Regions from separate parts of the Mus musculus genome. Here region 1 is linked to region 2. The links are chromatin contacts, called in public HiChIP or PLAC-seq maps. All regions are on one chromosome and are shown on one strand. The core of a region is the stretch at or near the end of the contact, and the rest is flanking DNA. Distances in the headings are between cores, read along the strand shown.

The links. HiChIP or PLAC-seq counts read pairs in DNA pulled down with a chosen protein or histone mark.
Region 1: a contact with region 2 is called in an H3K4me3 HiChIP or PLAC-seq map of bone marrow-derived macrophages, with 4 times the contacts expected there. The contact joins the enhancer-like site here to the promoter of B3gnt4 in region 2. A contact is called at or near these places in 5 of 39 promoter capture datasets (the HPC-7 cell line, hippocampal neurons, liver and 2 more), 2 of 484 Hi-C or Micro-C datasets (bone marrow-derived macrophages and embryonic stem cells), 6 of 115 datasets of contacts at active chromatin or transcription factors (the 230-238 cell line, acute myeloid leukemia, bone marrow-derived macrophages and 1 more) and 2 of 9 other capture datasets (macrophages and pancreatic islet).

Annotation. Positions count from the first base shown.
Region 1 is chr5:123,315,746-123,320,698 of GRCm38.p6, reverse strand. All of the region lies in intron 18 of Wdr66 (WD repeat domain 66), which reads right to left. Among named protein-coding and RNA genes, the nearest start is that of Bcl7a, 26 kb to the left of the region's middle. Within about 2 kb of position 2,433, at least 63 of the 459 cell types and tissues checked have an H3K27ac peak or open chromatin away from gene starts, as enhancers often do. A contact at or near this core is called in the HPC-7 cell line, bone marrow-derived macrophages, liver and 2 more, where this site is marked.
Region 2 is chr5:123,505,487-123,510,640 of GRCm38.p6, reverse strand. B3gnt4 (UDP-GlcNAc:betaGal beta-1,3-N-acetylglucosaminyltransferase 4) reads right to left here and starts at 2,159. Exons shown (of 2, transcript NM_001382854.1): 1 at 2,122-2,159; 2 at 1-77. The coding sequence starts at 67. It overlaps Lrrc43 (leucine rich repeat containing 43), which reads right to left. Exons shown (of 12, transcript NM_001033461.3): 12 at 2,436-2,600. The coding sequence ends at 2,473.

The DNA.
Region 1 (4,953 bases), core at 1,184-3,683, 190 kb after region 2:
AAGAGGAAGAGGAAGAAGAAGAAGAAAAGAAGAAGAAGAAGAGGAAGAAGAAGAAGAAGAAGAAGAAGAAGAAGAAGAAGAAGAAGAAGAGAAAAAGAAAAGAAAAGAAGAAAGAAACAAAGAAAGAAACAAAGAAAGAAAAAGAAAAAAAAGAGAAAAGAATTCTGAGAAATGCACTAAAACCTATCGCAACCTATTAGAACTGGTAAAAGGTTTCAGGATACGATATCAGTCTGTGAACCTCAGGAGTGGAGAGATGGCTCAGCAGTTAATACCTGTAACCAATCTTTCAAAGGATGGTAACAGGCGTGGTTAGCATCACCCTCATGAAGGCTCATAACTATCCATTATCTTCAGTTCTGATGCCCTCTTCTGACTTCAGCAGGTACTGCATGCACATGGGTCACATACATACATGCAGGTAAAACACATATACACATACACATAAAATAAAAAAGTTCAATATATATAAATCAATTTTATTTCATACACTAAACACTACAAAGAATTATTAAGAAAATAATTCCATTTCATTGTTTGTTTGTTTACATATTTTATGAATATGAGTGCTCTATTTGCATGTATGCCTGTATGACAGAAGAGGGCATCAAACAGAAACGGGCATCAGATCCCATTACAGATGGTTGTGAGCCACCATGTGGTTTCTGGGAATTGAACTCAGGACCTCTGAAAGAGCAGTTAGTGCTCTTAACCACTGAGCCATCTCTTCAGCCCCATTTCATTTTTTAAAATGAGTATGTGTGTGCATGTGTGTGTGTGTGTGTGTACGTGCGTGCACATGCCAGTGTGTAGTGTATGTACAGGTACATGTATGCCCCAGGGAATATGAGAAAAACAGTGGAGATACCACGTGGATTCCACATTTACCTGTGGAGCCATTTCACCAACCCAATCATTTTTATTTCTAGTAGCATCAACTTCAAGAAAATTTTCGGAATAGTTTTTAACAAAAAAGCTTAAGCTCTAAAAACTATAAAATAGTGTGGAAGTTAGGAAAAACCTAAATTAATGGAAAGATTTTTTTTTTTTGCAGTTTTGTTTTTTGAAGATTTATTTATCATTATATCTAAGTACATTGTAGCTGTCTTCCAATGAACCAGAAGAGGGCATCAGATCTTATAAGAGATGGTTGTGAGCCACCATGTGGTTGCTGGGACCTCTGAAAGAGCAGTCAGTGCTCTTAACCACTGAGCCATCTCTCCAGCCCCCAGGAAAGAGTTTTCTAATTTGGAGCTTGGAAGACTTAACGGTGTTAAGGTGACTGCTCTCCAAACTGACTGACTGGTCCCCTGCCTAGCATGTCCCAGGCACTGAGTTCCACGCCCAGTGCCACCAGGAAACAACCAAATGAGATCCCTAACTCCAGCCGGCCTTTCTGTTATTGTAGAAACCAACAAGTTGATTCTGGAATTAATACTGCAAAATAGTAGAAAAAAGTGGAACTGTAGGGAAAAACAGATCAGAGTTTGAGGACCCCTCCCCCCAGTCTCAGTTCATCCCATGGTCATCAACAGTGCAGCTCTGGCATAATGGCAGACACATAGGGCACAGAAATGGGATTGAGAGCATGGAAAGAGGACTGGAGAGATGGCTCAGTGGTTAGGAGCACTGGCTGCTCTTGCAGAAGACCAGGGTTCTATTCCAGCATCCACATTCGGCAGCTCACAACCATCTGTCATTCCAGATTCAGGGGACCCAATGCCCTCTTCTGGCCTCTATGAACACACATACACTCACAAATAAAAAATTAGAATAAACTTTAAATATTTCTAATTACATTCATTTGTGTGTCTTACACACATACACACACACACACACACACACACACCTTTGTGCGTATTTGGAGGCCATGGGGATAACTTACTGGTGTTAAATATGGATCCTGGATATTGAATTTTGCTTATCAGATTTGCCAGCAAGCACCCTTGCCCACTGATCTATCTTGCCAGCCCCAGATATTTTGTTGTTCATAATTTTCACTTTTATTTATTTAATTATTTTATTTTTTTGAGACGGGAGGTCTCACTGAATATCCCTGGCTGGCCCAGAATTCACTCTGTAGTCCAGGTTGACCTGAAACTCACAGAGATCCACCTGCCTCTGCCTCCAGAGTACTAAGATTAAAGACGTGGGTTGTTACGTCTGACTTAGTTTAGATTTTTGCTGACCTAACCTGCAATCCAACTGCCTCAAGCAAGCAACTAATTTCCTTCTGAAGCTGCCAATTCAAAGGAGAAAATCAGCAGCGCCCCCCCCCCCCATTTCCTCCGGTGCCCCTCTCCTCAGACCCCGGGGACCTCACACTGAGTGGAAACAGTATCTGAATTTTCTGTTTCTCCCTACCTCACTGGCGGATACAGTTTTGTTACTCGAGCCTGTGTCTCTAAGCCAGCGGTTATTTACTTTCACTTTAAAGATACTTAACCACTAGATTGTTGAAAACCTGTTGCTTTCAAGCTGTTCCCAGCTGCAGTTAACAGCCTTGGGGGAGGGGAGCCATCATTTCCATTCTTTTGCATGCAGAATTCTGCAGCTTAGATACACTCAGTCAGGTTGGAGAAGAAAGGGAGGTGTGACCCGCTTCCCCTATGTGTGAAGGAAAACCTGCTGGCTGGATGCTGGCAGCCCCAGCTCTTGGGAAACAGCACTATTGGTTCCGAGGAAGTGTGACTGAAACTGTGGACACGCTGTATGTGAGGATACTGTTTTATAGTTAGCATGTACACTTGACACAATTGCATGATGGTGCATTAGATTATACATGAATTTTATACATATTAAAAACCACTATCATATTAACATGCTATGCTATATAATTTTAATACTACAAGGCATGCCATGTATGTGCACTCTGTATGTTCTTGGTGCCAGAGGGAACCAGAAAGGGGTGTTAGGTCCCCTAGAACTGTAGTTACTAATGGCTGTGAATCGCCCTGTGGGTGCTGGGAACTGAACCTGGGTCTTCTTTTACTGCAAGCTCCTAACCTCTCATACTGGGGCTGGTGAGATAATCATTGGCTAAGAGCACTGGCTGCTCTTGCAGAGGACCCAGGTTTGATTCCAACCACCCACATGGCGGCTCACAACTCCAGTTATTGGGGATCTGATTCCCTTTTCCCGCCCTCTGTGGACACCAGAAACACAGGAAGTATACAAATACACATGCCAGGCAGTGGTGGCACACACATGCCATTGATCTCAGCACTTGGGAAGCAGAGGCAGGCGGATTTCTGAATTCGAGGCCAGCCTGGCCTACAGAGTGAGTTCCAGGACAGCCAGGACTACACAGAGAAACCCTGCCTCAAAAAACCAAAATAAAACAAAACACACATGCGTGTAAGACACTCATATACACACTTTTAAAAAATGATAAAATGTTAACTCAATGTTTAACAGTTAAGATATATACACACCACTACTTGGTAATAGATCTTCAAATTCTTTTTTCTTTGTGTAGTCCTGGATGTACTAGAACTCGCTCTGCTGGCCTCAAACTCAGAGATCCCCCTGCCTCTGCCTTCCGTGCTGGGGTTAGAGGTGTGTGCAAGCATCTGGCCTGTCTTCAAATTCTAACACTGCCATTGTCTGTGTATGGGATCTGTGGTGCATCACGTAATATTCCTTATGGTCAATGTTCTTGAGAGAGGGGGCATAGTATGTATATGTACTGGGGCAGTTTTTACTTTTTTTATTTTTATTTTTTTGGTTTTTTGAGACAGGGTTTCTCTGTGTAGCCCTGGCTGTTCTGGAACTCACTCTGTAGACCACGCTGGCCTCGAACTCAGAAATCTGCCTGCCTCTGCCTCCCAAGTGCTGGGACTAAAGGCGTGCGCCATCACTGCCCCGCAGTTTTTGCTTTGTTTAGTCTGGCTTTTATTTTCGTGAACTGTTGTTTGAGGCAGATCTCACATAGCCTGTACTGACCTCAGACTTGCTATGCAGTTGAGGATGTCCGCGAACCTCTGATCTCATTGACATATGTTGGCGTGCTTGGTTTATGTGGGGCTGGGGATCGAACCCAGGCCTTCCTGCATGCTGGGTAAGCACTCTGCCGTCTCAGCTACATCCCTAGCCTGCACTAGGTTCTTTTAAAGCACACAAGTGCCTGCCCAGAGTAGGGACTCAACCGACAGTAATTATACTGCGATTGTTTTTTCTCTATGTGCTTTCTAATTAGAATTTGTGTAATTACAATATAAATTATAATTCTATGCTAATGACATACGATCAACTTTATAAGTAATAAGTATATAAATTACAATACATATACATTACCGACATAATGTATGATTTAACTCAATTCCTCAGTAGGGGCCTATGATGACAAAGGGAATTGACATGTCTGCATTATTCATACCCAGAGAGTCCCAAGATCTCAGTGAGCGTTCTCAGCACAAACCTAGGATCCCTGCTTGGGCTGGAGAGATGGCTCAGCGGGTAAAGGGGCTTGTGGCACACGCCTGGCTCCTTCAGTTCAATCCCCGGTGAGACGCTGCCTCCTGAGAGCCTTCCCCTGACCTCCACACACACATATCGCACGACACACACAAGATAATAATGCTAAGTGAGAAGTCAGCAGCTTGGTATCCCTGGCAACTCCTGGCTGAGCCTATTTGTAGGCATGACAGAGACAGATTCTGCAGCATGTCTAACTGTGGGGATGGATGTGGTCCTCCCGGTGCCTTCTGAATGCCCCGGTGTGAAGGTGACTCTAGAGAGGCCAGGATGCTCAGCCTGGAATGTTCTGCTTGTCTGCAGCCGGGCTAAGTACAGTATCCGCTGAGGCTATGGTCCATTTTATCCACCTGAAGAGTTTTCATAGTTCTGAGGGCAGCTTCTTGCGCCCAGAGATCCCGCTTTTATTAGTTGGGGGGGGGGCATGCTATTTAAAAGTTCCCCAGGTGATTTCATGTGTGGCTGGGGTTGAGAAGC
Region 2 (5,154 bases), core at 910-3,409:
GGAGCAGGCAGCTGAGCAGTAGTACCACAAGACTGCAGAACAGCACACAGCCCAACCTGGGCAACATAGTCGAAGCCCTGTGGGGAGAGAGCACCCGAGCTAGGCTCACACAGTCCCTGTTTCGGGAGCAAAGTGAGTTCCTTGCAACCCTTCAGCTAAGTCCTTGCCCAATTCTGGGACTTTTGGTTTTCATTTTTGATTAGGCCAGCCTAGCCTTGAACCAGTGACAAGTCTCTCACCTCAGCCTCTCCAAGAGCTGGGCACGAGCCACTCCGCAGAGGTGTTTCCTGGAGAAGAGACTTAAATCATCGGCCCTGCCAGCCCTTACCTGCCTCCTGCCACCTTCTTGGCAGGGCTCAACATTTTCCTCCCATGTGGCTTGTAGCTATCATACAGCTGAGACACAATGAACATTCTCAAGTTACCATATGGACTTTTAGGGGAAATAGAGCCATAGTCCTGTGTTGCATGCCTTATAAGCATGAAACCTGACATTCAATCCACAGCCAAAGTCAGCTTGGTCTCCAGCATGTCCTGTAGTTTCTGGGTAATATAGCCCCGGCAACATCAGAGTCCCAGGCCTCTTGGGAGAGGGAACTGCACGACAGGGTAACAGGCAGTGGTGGGTCACAGAGCATGAGGAATGTGGGGAGCAGGGGGTGCTCATAACTGGGAACCAAGGGGGAAAAAGTCTTCACTAGAGTAGTTTGCCCAAGGTCTGCAGTAACAAATCAGCCTTACTTTCCTTCCTGTCATTTGTCACTGCCTGTTCTGCCTAATAGTTTTCTGACACACACGCACACCCCACACACAAGGCAGGGTCTTTGACATATGCTTACTACTTTACCAAATAAACCTCATGCCCAAAAAACCTCAGACCTGCAGTGTGGCTGTCGATGATGTTAACCTGACCGACCTGCCTCACCTCCCCAGTGCTGGGCTCACAAGCGGGGCTTTATATGGTGCTGGGTAAATGCACACTATCCAAGCACTACAACCGAGCTATACCTGATAGCTCTCCTTGCCCTCTTCCCCTGGAGGCTGGAGTCACAGCCAGAGCCAGAGCCACACCTAATATAGGGAACAGAGGTACAGGTGTAGCAGCCAAATCCCAGAATGCACATTACCATCTCTCTCCCATCCTTAAGTTTAAAAAAAAAAAAAAAAAAAGTGTCACTTCGACCCTGTTGTCCCTAGAGATGTCTAGAGCATCTCTCCTACTAACTCCAGTATTAGCCAAGCAGCTAAGGACATCCTAGTAGGCATGATAGACCAGATGTTGCTAAGGATGAAGTGATTGAGGAAAGGCCACAAGACCCTGGGATAGCTATGCAAGTGCATGAAGCAAGGGGACAAAAAGTGACAGGCAGAGAGAACATCCACGCTCTGAGCTGAAGTAGGAGCCACGCAGATAAATCTCAAGACGAGGAGCGCATATGGCGCCTAGAATGCTGTTCATCAAGAGGAACCTGGAATGCCCTCCCTGCAAGGCTCAGGAGCAACACCTGAGGGTACAGTTGAGGATTAAATGGGCGCCCATGGTTTTAATGTGATTCTTGTTTGGCTGAAAGACCTGGAGGGGCGAAGGGGACTGAAGCTACAAGAAAGCTCTTAAGCTGCAAGGCTTAGTTAGGGTCACAGCAGCCTCGCGGGGATGGTGTGACCACAGAGTTGTAACTACTCGGGGTTTGCAGGTTTGGTAAGTCCGCTGCCATCCGGCCACTCGATGAGGGGGGCTCTGGTTTGTCCCGTAACCCGGTGTCCCGCACCCCACACCCACCCAAAGTCCCGGAAAAGCCCACTTCCCTACCCCAATCACTGTCCCGCGGGACCGGGTCCTCTCTCCGCGCCCTCGCCCTCGGGGTGTCGGCAGCCTCGGGCTCTGGGGAAAGGGCCCAGGTAGCTCCATCCTTTCAACCCGAATCTAGAGGGCTGCGGTGGTCGGAGCCCACAGCGCGGTGTGTCCGGGCAACCGCCGAGCCCAGACGTGCGACAGAGGGGCGGGCAACAGAAAGCCCTCCAGCAGAGGCACCGGCAGAACGCGGTTCCTTCCCGGCAACGGGATCCAGGCGCCACAGGCCGCGCGACCTCACCACCCCATCCCCGCCCTCAAAGACCTACCTAAGTACCCCTGGGGACCGCGCACCGACACAAAAGCCGGGCAGTATCTCGCCGGGAGCGCGAGGAACCCCCCGCTGGGCGGGTCTTCAGGGGCAGGGTCCCAAAGAGAGGGCGGAGCTCCAAAATGGAGCAACCGCGAGGCTCTTCAGGGAGGAGGGGCGGGGCTTCGCGTTGGGGGCGGAGCCATGGACTCCGCCCCACCTTGCAGTCTATCCAGGACGCACTTGTGGCTCGTTGGCAACTGCAACGCTCTCTTTCCCACGCCCGTTGGGCTGCCAGCGCCGTGCCCCTTCCCCTAGTGGCCACACAAACTCTCAAGCTCCGGCTGCAGAGCAGCCTTTATTCTCCCTGCTAGTCAATCAAGCTAAGGAATGCTTCCTCCACCGAGCGGTACTGGTGCAGCTGGATCTGGACCTCCACCGACAGTGGCTCTGGCTGGTACCCGCTTTCCATGGTTGGAGGCACCGTTTTCGACCTATCTGAGAAGATATAAATGCGAGCAGATGAGTACTAAGGGACAAACGGCCTGCAGGTCTCCCCGACTCGGGACGTACTCCTCCTTCATCCGGGAATTCAAGCCCTGTTCTCCAACCTAGAGGAATTCCGAAAGAGATCCAGCCCTAGTATGTTAATTGCAATCAAGAATACATTGATTCAATAAGCCCCAACTGTGTGAGTTGCGAAAGAAATTAGCTGCTTTCAAGATGACTAACAGATGGAACCTGAGGAGGCCACCTCCTGTAGCCAGGCAGGACCCCCAGTGGAAGCATAAGGACACCAGCCCACCCACAAAACTTTTGACCCCAAATCTGTCCTTTCTAAAAGAAATGGAGGGACAAAGATGGAGCAGAGACTGAAGGAATGGCCAACAACCAGCCAACTTGAGACTCATCCCATGGGCAAGCACCAATCCCTGACACCATCCCCTGAGGAGCTCTACACAGCAGCTGACTGAGCAGATGCAGATACCCACAGCCAGATATTGGACGGAGGTCGACGACTCCTGGGGAAGAGTTGGAAGAAGGATTGAAGCTTCCGCAGAAGGATTGAGGCTTCCGCTGGGGATAGGAACCCCACAGGAAGGCCAACAGCCTCACCTAACCTGGACCCCTGGGAGCTCTGAGTCTGAGCCACCAACCAACGAGCATACAGTGCATCTCAGTCACCATGTAGGTCCCCCCAACAAATGTAGCAGAGGCTCTCCCCTAAAGCTGTAGCCTGACTGTGGTACCAGTCCCCCCACAAGGTTCCCCCTAATCCTGCAGAGATTTGATGTGCGGGGGGGGGGGGGGTAATGCGTTTGGGATGGAAAGAGAGAGAGAGGGAAAGAGAGAAGAAAATTAAAGAAATCGGCTGCTTTTTTTTTGCCGCCAACTTGAGCTGAGTTCAATCCCCAGGACCCCCTTGTCCCTCTGACTTCCACATGCAAGCCACAGCCCACGTGTACACATAAACACACAAAATCATGTAAAAGTTAAGAAAAAGGGAAAAAAGACACTGAGGCTGTAGCTCAATTTCTGGAGGACTTTTTGTAACCCTAGGTTTGAGCCCCAGTGCTCTTTTCTTTTCTTTTCTTTTCTTTTCTTTTCATTGGTGGTGATCTGTTTTTGAGACAGGGTCGCTGAAGGCTTGGCTGTCCTGGAACTCACTAGGTAGTCCAGGCTGGCCTTTCTCCTCTTCCCTCCACCTCCCAGATGGTTTCTTTTTTGTTTTGTTTTTGTTTTTGTTTTTGCTTTTTGGTTGTTGTTTTGTTTTTCAAGACAGGGTTTCTCTGTGTAGCCCTGGCTGTCCTGGAACTCACTCTGTAGACCAAGCTGGCCTTGAACTTAGAAATTTGCCTGCCTCTGCCTCCCAAAATGCTAGGATGAAAGGCATGCGCCACCATGCCCGGCTGAGATGGTTTTTTAATAAGGAAAAAATCTTGAAGCCAGGAGTGACGGTGCACATCTGTAGTTAGAATATAGAGGTAGGAAGATCAGGAGTTTAAGGCCATCCTCAGTTACATAGCAAGTTCAAGGCCAGCCTAAGCTACATGAAACCTGGCCTTAAAAGAGAGAGGAAAGGCTGGTGAGACAGCAGGTAAAGGTGTTTGCTGCCAAGTCTATAACCCAGGTTCAAACCCTTTCCCTCCACCACAGTGGAAGGAGAAAAAGAGCTCCCGCAAGTTGTCCCCTGACTCCTACACATGCGCCTCACACAGCATATACACTTATACGCCCTAGTATAAAAAAGAAGCCAAAAAGGTGGGGGCACACACCTCCCACTACTTGGGAGGCAGAGGCAGGTGAATTTCTGAGTTTGAGGCTAGCCTGGTCTACAGAGTGAGTTCCAGGTCAGCCAGGGCTACACAGAGAAACCCTGTCTCAAAAAAACAAAAAAGAAGGAGAAGGAGGAGGAGGAGGAGGAGGAGGAGGAGGAGGAAGAGGAGGAGGAGGAGGAGAAGAAGAAGAAGAAGAAGAAGAAGAAGAAGAAGAAGAAGAAGAAGAAGAAGAAGAAGAAGAAGAAGAAGAAAGGAAGAAGGGGAGAAGGAGAAGAAAAAGAGGAAGAAAAAGAAAGAAGAAGAAAGAAGAAGAAGGAAGAAGAAAGAAAAAGAAGAAGAAGAAAAAGAAGAAGAAGAAGAAGAAGAAGAAGAAGAAGAAGAAGAAGAAGAAGAAGAAGAAGAAAAGGAGGAGAGGGAGGAGGAGAAGGAGAAGAAGAAGAAGAAGAAGAAGAAGAAGAAGAAGAAGAAGAAGAAAGGAGGAGAAGAAGGAGGCGAAGGAGAAGGAGAGGAACGAGAAGAAGGAGGAGGAGGAGAAGAAGAAGAAGAAAAGGAGGAGAGGGAGGAGGAGGAGAAGAAGAAGAAGAAGAAGAAGAAGAAGAAGAAGAAGAAGAAGAAGAAGAAGAAGAAGAAGAAGAAGAAGAAGAAGAAGAAGAAGAAGAAGAAGAAGAGAAAGAAAGAAAGAAAGACAGACAGACCAAAAACTTAGCACTTACTAAATGTGTCATAATATTCAAGAATATTCACAAACCCTATTTGAAATCCCTTAGAATACT